Linked DNA regions of Sus scrofa: regions 2 and 3 are each linked to region 1. Evidence: chromatin contacts called from public Hi-C and promoter capture Hi-C data. All regions are on one chromosome and are shown on one strand. The core of a region is the stretch at or near the end of the contact, and the rest is flanking DNA. Distances in the headings are between cores, read along the strand shown. Region 1 holds the start of ID2 (inhibitor of DNA binding 2, HLH protein). Region 2 has its middle 530 kb from the start of ID2. Region 3 has its middle 620 kb from the start of RNF144A.

What was found. Promoter capture Hi-C pulls out the DNA fragments that hold promoters and counts their contacts. Hi-C and Micro-C count contacts between places; a contact is called where the count stands out from the background.
Region 2: a contact with region 1 is called in a Hi-C map of embryonic fibroblasts, with 1.7 times the contacts expected there. A contact is called at or near these places in 2 of 5 promoter capture datasets (fetal skeletal muscle and liver), 3 of 47 Hi-C or Micro-C datasets (adipocytes, embryonic fibroblasts and liver) and 1 of 2 datasets of targeted methods (alveolar macrophages).
Region 3: a contact with region 1 is called in a promoter capture Hi-C map of liver, with 16 times the contacts expected there. A contact is called at or near these places in 3 of 5 promoter capture datasets (fetal liver, fetal skeletal muscle and liver), 15 of 47 Hi-C or Micro-C datasets (alveolar macrophages, embryonic fibroblasts, fetal heart ventricle and 9 more) and 1 of 2 datasets of targeted methods (skeletal muscle).

Annotation. Positions count from the first base shown.
Region 1 is chr3:127,501,892-127,504,591 of Sscrofa11.1, reverse strand. It overlaps ID2 (inhibitor of DNA binding 2, HLH protein), which reads left to right and starts at 1,385. Exons shown (of 3, transcript NM_001037965.1): 1 at 1,385-1,829; 2 at 2,208-2,271. The coding sequence starts at 1,482. The coding sequence ends at 2,264. LOC106509912 (a long non-coding RNA gene) reads right to left here and starts at 1,083. Exons shown (of 3, transcript XR_002342872.1): 1 at 343-1,083.
Region 2 is chr3:128,032,701-128,035,400 of Sscrofa11.1, reverse strand. No RefSeq gene overlaps it. Among named protein-coding and RNA genes, the nearest start is that of ID2, 530 kb to the right of the region's middle.
Region 3 is chr3:128,250,224-128,252,923 of Sscrofa11.1, reverse strand. No RefSeq gene overlaps it. Among named protein-coding and RNA genes, the nearest start is that of RNF144A, 620 kb to the left of the region's middle.

The DNA of each region.
Region 1 (2,700 bases), core at 136-2,635:
CATGTTGTCTCAGATTTTCTAGCTTATTGTATTCTAGAGAAATATGGTTTTCAACACACTAATTTATCATGGTCTTCAGTTAAGCTAGAATTAATGTGTGAATTAACTGAAAAGGATTTGAGCAAGTAACTCCAAGCTTTGTAGAAAATGTAGATGGCAGAATAAGTTCTTCAAGATTTAATAGGGGAAAAGAGGGAAGGAAACAACCTGAACCTGCCCCTAAGGCTAGTGCTGAAAAGAGTCCAAACTTGGTATATGACAGATTTAAAGAACAACAACAACAACAGCAACAAAACAACAACAACAATGTGAAGATATCCACCACTGGCTGGAGCCACCTACCTGTCACAAAGCTTTAAAAATACAGTAGGACTGGAATGTGACACCAGAAATCACGACTTGTGCATAATTAATCACCTTACTTTGCCACCTACACTGCAGAGGACAGACTGGCAGCCTCGGAAGGCAGTGTACGTAAATACAGCTTCCATACGCAAATTCTCCTAATGATTTCCGCTTCGTAGGATCATTATCATAGATAGCCCTTCCTCCTTCTAGAAAAGGAAGCCAGAAAGCGTCCTGCGCTCAGAGCTCCTCAGCGATCAGCACAGGTTCCAATAAGCACTCACTTCACCGAGTTTACAACAACGCCTCCTGCGTTGCTCCGAGTTGCACGATCCCACACTAAACCTGTCGTTGAATGCGCGCGTGGGTGATTTTGGTTTTGTTTTTTACAAAGCTTTTCCTTATCTTAAGAGACCCAACTCACACTACAGACGTCACTTGGCGACGGCAAACTTATGTGCGTTTTCACTTTCTTCAGAAATGCTTTCTATCTTGCTGACATTCCGTGGGGCGCAGGGGACCGTGGTGGCTTTCCCTCCGCTGCGCAGACCTGGCCTCGGTGGCTGTGGTTTTAGGGATGCTCAAAGCCCCGAGGTGTAGAAGGCTTCCTCGGGAGACACCTTAGGGAGAGAGTCCGGCCTCGCCGTTGGGATTAACAGGGGATTAAGATGCACATTGAGGTTCCTGGGGTCTCCCCCTCCCCCACCCTGTCCGCGACCCCCTCCTCTACCCCCACCCGCTTCTCTCCCCCCAGCCCTCCCCTTCCCCTGCGCTCCCCTCCGGCCCGGCGCTTACTGTACTCTATTTACCACCCCAGCTGGGCTCGCGCCGCGGGGATTGGCTGCGAACGCGGAAGGACCGAGCGCTCGCCCCGCGCCCGCGCCGGCCAATGGGGGTGCCCGCCCGGCCTGATGGACGCGCCGCCCTCCACCAATGGGGACGCAAGGCAGCCGGATCGTGTGGCCCCGGCGAGCGCTGATAAAAGCCGCCCGGCCGGGCTCCCTGCTTCGTTCTGAGCCGAGCCTGGTGCCGAGCGTAGGAAGCTCTGCAGGCGGCGGCGGCGGCGGCAGCGGCGGCGTCCTGAGCTCCGGGGCAGCCCGCTCCCTCCTCCCGGTCTCTTCTTTCCTGCGGTCAGCATGAAAGCCTTCAGTCCAGTGAGGTCCGTTAGGAAAAACAGCCTTTCGGACCACAGCCTGGGCATCTCCCGGAGCAAAACCCCGGTGGACGACCCGATGAGCCTGCTGTACAACATGAACGACTGCTACTCCAAGCTCAAGGAGCTGGTGCCCAGCATCCCTCAGAACAAGAAGGTGAGCAAGATGGAAATCCTGCAGCACGTCATCGACTACATCTTGGACCTGCAGATCGCCCTGGACTCGCACCCCACTATTGTCAGCCTGCACCACCAGCGACCCGGGCAGAGCCAGGCATCCAGGACGCCGCTGACCACCCTAAATACGGACATCAGCATCCTGTCCTTGCAGGTAAGACCTGCTCCTGGTGCCCCGCTCGCGGCCGCGCAGCCGGGCGATGCCTGGGCTGCCACTGGCCGACCCATTGTCGAGACCGCCGGCCGCAGTCGGTGACTCACAAATGAGCTAATTAACTTCATTGTTATTAGTTTTAGTTTTTTTTGTTTTTTTTTTTTGTTTTTTTTTACAAATCTGCTGTAGATTGAGTTATGCGGGAAATTGCTGATAGGTTAGTTCTGAGAGGTTAACGCATCAATCTTTGAGTCTGCAATTAGCGTAAACGTCTTTACTGGAACTTGCTGTTCTATGGGCTACTTGGAAAAAGAAAAAAAAAAGCTCTTTCTCCTGAAGTTGTCTAACGTCGAGCCTTTTATCCCCGTTCTCTCGTAGGCTTCTGAATTCCCTTCTGAGTTAATGTCAAGTGACAGCAAAGCGCTCTGTGGCTGAATAAATGGTGAGTGTTTGCTTGTGCCACCGGTCGGTGAACCGGCACTCGGGGTGTGTGCGCGCGCGCGCGCGTGTACTTGCGAATCTGTAAAATGTTGGGTTTGGTAGATGAATGTGTACTTGGTTGTATAACACGTAGTACATTGTTTACGTGTACTAGATGTGAAGAGGCATCTGGCTCCTGTTACTCAAATTCACGGAAGATTTTCCTTAAAAAAAAAAAAAAAAATGCCAGTAACTATGGAAGGTGGCAGAGGAAACTGTGTAACTGTGTCCCGGTTTTATGTGCCAGTATCATGCCTGGGCTGTTTTCTGCTCATGCTCTGGTACTACGAGGTACTAACCCCCGTGTAATTAATCTTATCACCGCAAATTCCATCGGGATCCTCCCTCCCTAAAACTCCAGCCCTCTGGGACCAGGCTAGCCAAGCATTGC
Region 2 (2,700 bases), core at 186-2,685, 530 kb before region 1:
TTGGACAGGAAGGCGTCTACGTCGGAAAAAAAAAAAATGACAATGGACCTCTATTTTTTTTCATCTTTTAAGTTTTATTGAAGTAGAGTTGATTTACAATGTTGTGGTAATTTCTGCTATACAAAAAAAGTGAGTCAGTTATACATGTACACACATCTGTTCTCTTTCAGATTCCTTTCCCACATAGATGATCACAGAATATTAGGGAGAGTTCTCTGTGCCAAACAGCATGTCACCTTTGGCCAATCATTCCATAAACCTTAGTGTGCATATGACAATCTCAAATCCCCAGTCCTTCCCCCCAACCTGTCCCCTTTGATAACCATAAATTTGTTTTCAAAATCTGTGTCTATTTCTATCCTGCAAATAAGTTCATTTGTATCCTTTTTTTAGATTCCACATATAAGTGATATCATGTGATGTGTATCTTTCACTACCTGAGTTCAATCAGTATGATCTCCTCTAGGTCCATCCATGTTGGCATGTGGCATGATTTCATTCTTTTCATGGCTGAGTAATATTCCATTGTGTATATACACACTACATCTTCTTTATCCATTCCTCTGTTAATGGACATTTAGGTTGCTTCCACGTTTTGGCTATCATAAACAGTGCTACAATGAATATTGAGGTGCATGTATCTTTTAGAATTATGGAATGCTACACTCTGCACAAAAATTAACTCCAGATATATTATAAACCTAAACATAGAAGAAAAAACTATAGAGGTTTTATAAGATAACAGAAAGTACTACCTTTGTCCCTTGAAACTGTCTGTCTGATTTTAAGGTAGGAAAAGATTCCTTAACACAGACCAGAAAAAAAAAAATCCCTAATCATAGAGGATTATTGTAAATTTAGAAACTAGCCATGCATGCGTCACCTTTGTCCCAGCCTGAATACAGCTCCTTCTAGAAGCTTTCTCTGATTCTTCCAAGCATAATGATGTCCTTTTGGTCCAAGTTCCTAAAATGATAGAAATATTACTGTGAACAAAGGCGAATTTGAAAGAACTTCCTTAGAAAACCTCTGATAATGTTGGAATATTGTGTTACAGCCTCCACACCTGTCAGTTATGCCAGACTTTGTGTTCCCTCCTAGCAGGAAACCTGTCTAATTGATTCTATACTCGGAAACTTAGCAAACTACCTGGCACAGAAGACATAGAGTGTTTGGTGAATTCACAAGAAGGCAAGATGCTGCCTTTATCTGTTCCTCATGCAGAGTACAAGTAAGTGCTTAAGACAGTCTTGAATAAGACTCAGAATAAGAGGGTCCTTTTCAGCCCCCCTCTGGTGGATGCTGAAGGCCGGTTGGACAAAATCAGTGTGGAGGGGAGAGGGCTCATCGCTGGTTGACCAAGCCTGGAGTTGAATGCTTCTAACGCAAATGCAAACGTAGCTTATGAAAAAAATGTGTTTTCATGTTGCAATCCTCTGGGTGTTTGTGGAAGTGGTTTGGCTAGGCATGCAGCATGCGCGTTCTCCTTTGAACCGCTGGAGCTCCTCGCGATTGCTGCCTTTAATTGGGCAACAGCTGGCGATAATTTTCTGTATGGAGTGAGGGATTCAGTGACTGATTCACGCCTTGCTTTGTGTTTCACGATCTTTGTTTTTGCCCCTTCAGCTCTTGTAGTGGGCTGTAAAACTGGTATAAGGCCCAGGGACTGAGAACTGAATGTGAGGCAGAATCCTGAGATTTGCAAGCTGGGAGGAATGTGTTTTTTTTCAGGAAAGGTCTTGATCGGGAAGTATGCAGACTCCTGAATTCTTTGCCTTAAGAGGTATAACCGAGAGCATCTAATTCATCCCATCTTTTTACAGCTAAGGAAACAGAGGTGAAGCGACCACTCCTAGATCATTCTGCATGCTCATAGCTGAGCAGAAATAAAAGTCCCTCTCTCCCTCACCCTCCCATCCTTGATCAAGCTAGGGTAAATATGGGAAAAAAAAATGGCAATGTCCAAACCCTGAGGTCCTCTGGCTCTATCCTCTGACTTTGGTGAACAGAGGTCAGAAAACAAAACAGGACACAAAAATCCCCACTCTCAGAAGTAATCCTTTTCCCCCAAGAATCAATTAGTCAGCGTTGTAAAGCTTTACACAAAAACTGTGTTATGACTGGCTGGTTGTACAGCGTGTGCCAGCTGAGTGTGTTAACAGGAACACACTCAGCCGGAGAACACTTGTCAATACACAAGACGCCCAGGAGAAAAAGAAGGAACAGAGCATCTGATCATTAGGGGGAAACAGAACTCCACTTACCCCAAAGTCCCCATTCATCTCGGCAACCAGGACCAGGACAGGAGGGCTAAGCAAGTAAGTTAGCCCCCAGGTCCCTTAGGCATTCCCTTCTCCTTTTGTATTGTCTGAAATGTTATGTCACTTCATGACATTTGTGGAAACAGGCAAGAGATGCATAGATGGATGATAAATAGGCAGAGAAAAGCAATAAAAATAGATGGTACATCAAAATTTTAGAAAAGCAATTCTCGGGAGTTCTCTTGTGGCTCGGCATGTTAAGGACCCTGCGCTGTCACTGCAGCTGCTTGGGTCGCTGCTGTGGCATGGGCTTGATCCCTGACCTAGGAACATCAGCATGCCGCAGGTGCAGCCAAAAAAAGAAAAAAAAGAAACAAAAAAATCATTTTAGGCTGCTTCCTGCTGGACAATCTGTGCTCCCCTCATAGCCCCCCAGCTG
Region 3 (2,700 bases), core at 129-2,628, 750 kb before region 1:
CCCACAACCTCATGGTTCCTAGTCGGATTCGTTAACCCCTGCACCATGATGGGAAACTCCAAAACTTGTATAGTTGTAATGAGAGACACATATGCAGAGCGAGCCCAGTTTGGGAATTCTGAATGCACTGTGTGGATATTGACTGCTATGCAAAGAATTTCTTCCAGCAAAAGACCTCGTGAATTCTGAGGCTGACAGAGGACTTTGAAGCTGTTCCATGGGGTAGTTGTCACACACAAGTGTCTGTCCAGCAGACTGTTGGGGTTTAGTGAAGACAAATTCCCACCAGTGTTGATTGACCCAAGATGAGTAGATGATGGCAATGACGATGTTTCACTCACTTTTCAGCTTTCTCTGGAGGACAAGCATCAAAGGGCTTCAGCCTACCTCTTATTAATTTATCTTTTTATGGCCACACTCATGGCACATGGAAGCTCCTAGGTTAGGGGTCAAATCTGAGTTCCAGCTACTGGTCCACACCACAGCAACAGCAATGCCATATGCAAGCCACATCTGCAATCTACACTGCAGCTCTTGGCAACGCCAGTTCCTTACCCACTGGATGAGGCCAGTGATCAAACCCACATCCTCATGGATACTAGTCATATCCTTAACCCACTGAACCATGATGGGTGTCCCAGACGACCTGTTTTTAGTCTTTGGTTTTGACAGGTTTTTCTTAAGGACATAACAAAGTCAAGCATGATGAGGGTGAAATTGAGATTCCAAAATGGACCTTTCCAAATATAAGAGACTCAAAATCCTTTTGAACATGGACTTTAAAAATTAGTTGAGTAATCATTGGTGAGGTGCCTGGAAGAACTCTATACCCCTCCCCCTACAATGAGGTTCCTGGAGAAGTGGGCTCTGTGCGTATAACTCAAGGAGAGACGTGGAGGCTGGAGGGGTACAGTGGTTCTTCCCCTCCCTGAACCCAGCCTAATTTACACAGTGAAGATAATGGGAGTGTTTATAAATCTTCCTCCATGTGACAGTGAGGCAGTCCTGATCACAATCTAAGAAGTAGACAGTGGTATCCCCTTTTTACAGATAAGACTGAGGCTGAGAGAAATTGTATGACTTGTCCAAAGGCCCATGGTGAGCAAATGGCCACATTGTGATGTACTACCAGTCTATCTGGGTCTTAGTCTCTTAACGTCCATGATACAGCAGCTCTCAATAATGACAAGAGGGTGCTGGTAAGAACCAGAGATAACATATGTAAGATGACCAGCAGTACTTGGAACATAAAAAGTGCCCAGAAAAGTGTAACTATTGACTGTTCCTTTTATCTTTGGGGGAGACTTCTTTGGATAACACTGTTTGACAATTTGACTGGCCTGGTTTAGAGCATGACTTTGATAAGTGGGTGGCCTAAATCCAGGACATGGTAAACAAGGATGACAGTGGCAAATTGGATTCCCAGAATGGAATTGTGTAAGGAAAGGTTAAATCACTGCAGAACCACAGGCGGCTCCCATTAACATTAACAAGAGCTCATGTGTGAGTTTGCTGTATGACCCTCTAGAGGGAGGAGTACCTGGCTGTTTCAGACCACTGAGTCCTCAGAGCTGAACCCTCACTGATTACCAGCTGGGAGGAGGAGAAGATGCTTTCACATAACATCACTTCATGGCCCTTCCAGGGTTACAGAGGCAAGATGTACAAATACACCCAGACACTGTCTCCTCATATCTACCCAGTGAACTGAAATGAAATTAGGAAAGGAATGTTCATCACAAGTTACATTTACATGCACACTTTAAAAGCTTTCTGCCTTTCCAGTGTTTCTCCCATTAAGCCTTTACTTAGGTATAGTGCTTACTGTTTAAGCACTGATTAATTTACAATTTTCTTTTGTCTTTGGCTCATAATTACTCTATGGAAAGCACATTTTCAGAAAATGCAAACATTAACTAAATAGGATTGGTGTAAACATAAGGAACCCATGGAAAATGGGTTTTACTATTTGCTCAGTGAATAGTCTTCAATATCACTAAATTAGATAGAATGATGTCCATGACTTTGGGAGAATTTAAGGAAATCAAAGCCAGAAATGAGTATGCTATTTTTTGCTTACATCCAAACTGCTTTCCTGTCTTTCCTCTTTATCACTAAATTCAACCTAAGCTTTAGAAATCATTGCCCCTAAAAGACAAAGAAGGCATATGATTTTCATGTGCCACACTTGTATTGAATGTGTACCAAGCATAATTTCACCAGGGATACAGGAAAAACAACACCTGGGCCCTTTGCCTCAGGAACTCTCAGAGCAGGATGCTTAGAGTGAAAAAAGAAGTGAGGGAGTTGCCCTATAGGTGGCATCTGTGTGAGAATGTGTGGCATGGCTGTTATTTAATTCCCATTTTATTTGTTTATTTATTTTAGTGTGAACTTTTAAAAAATTGAAGTATAGTTGATTTACAATGTTGTGTTAATTTCATGTGTACAGCAAAGTGATTCCATTATACATGTATATGATATCATATTAATCTTCCTAAAATAGTTGATGATACAAAAGGTAGTGTATTGTTATAGTGACTAACATTGTTGTTCTTAATCACACAGTGACTATCAGGACCTCTCAGATAACAAATGGAAGTGGATAATATCCAGTATTTCAATTTTTTTCAATGTAATTTTTTCAGTTTAATAACAATTTAATAATGTTAATAAAATATATGTAATACTAAGGAGACA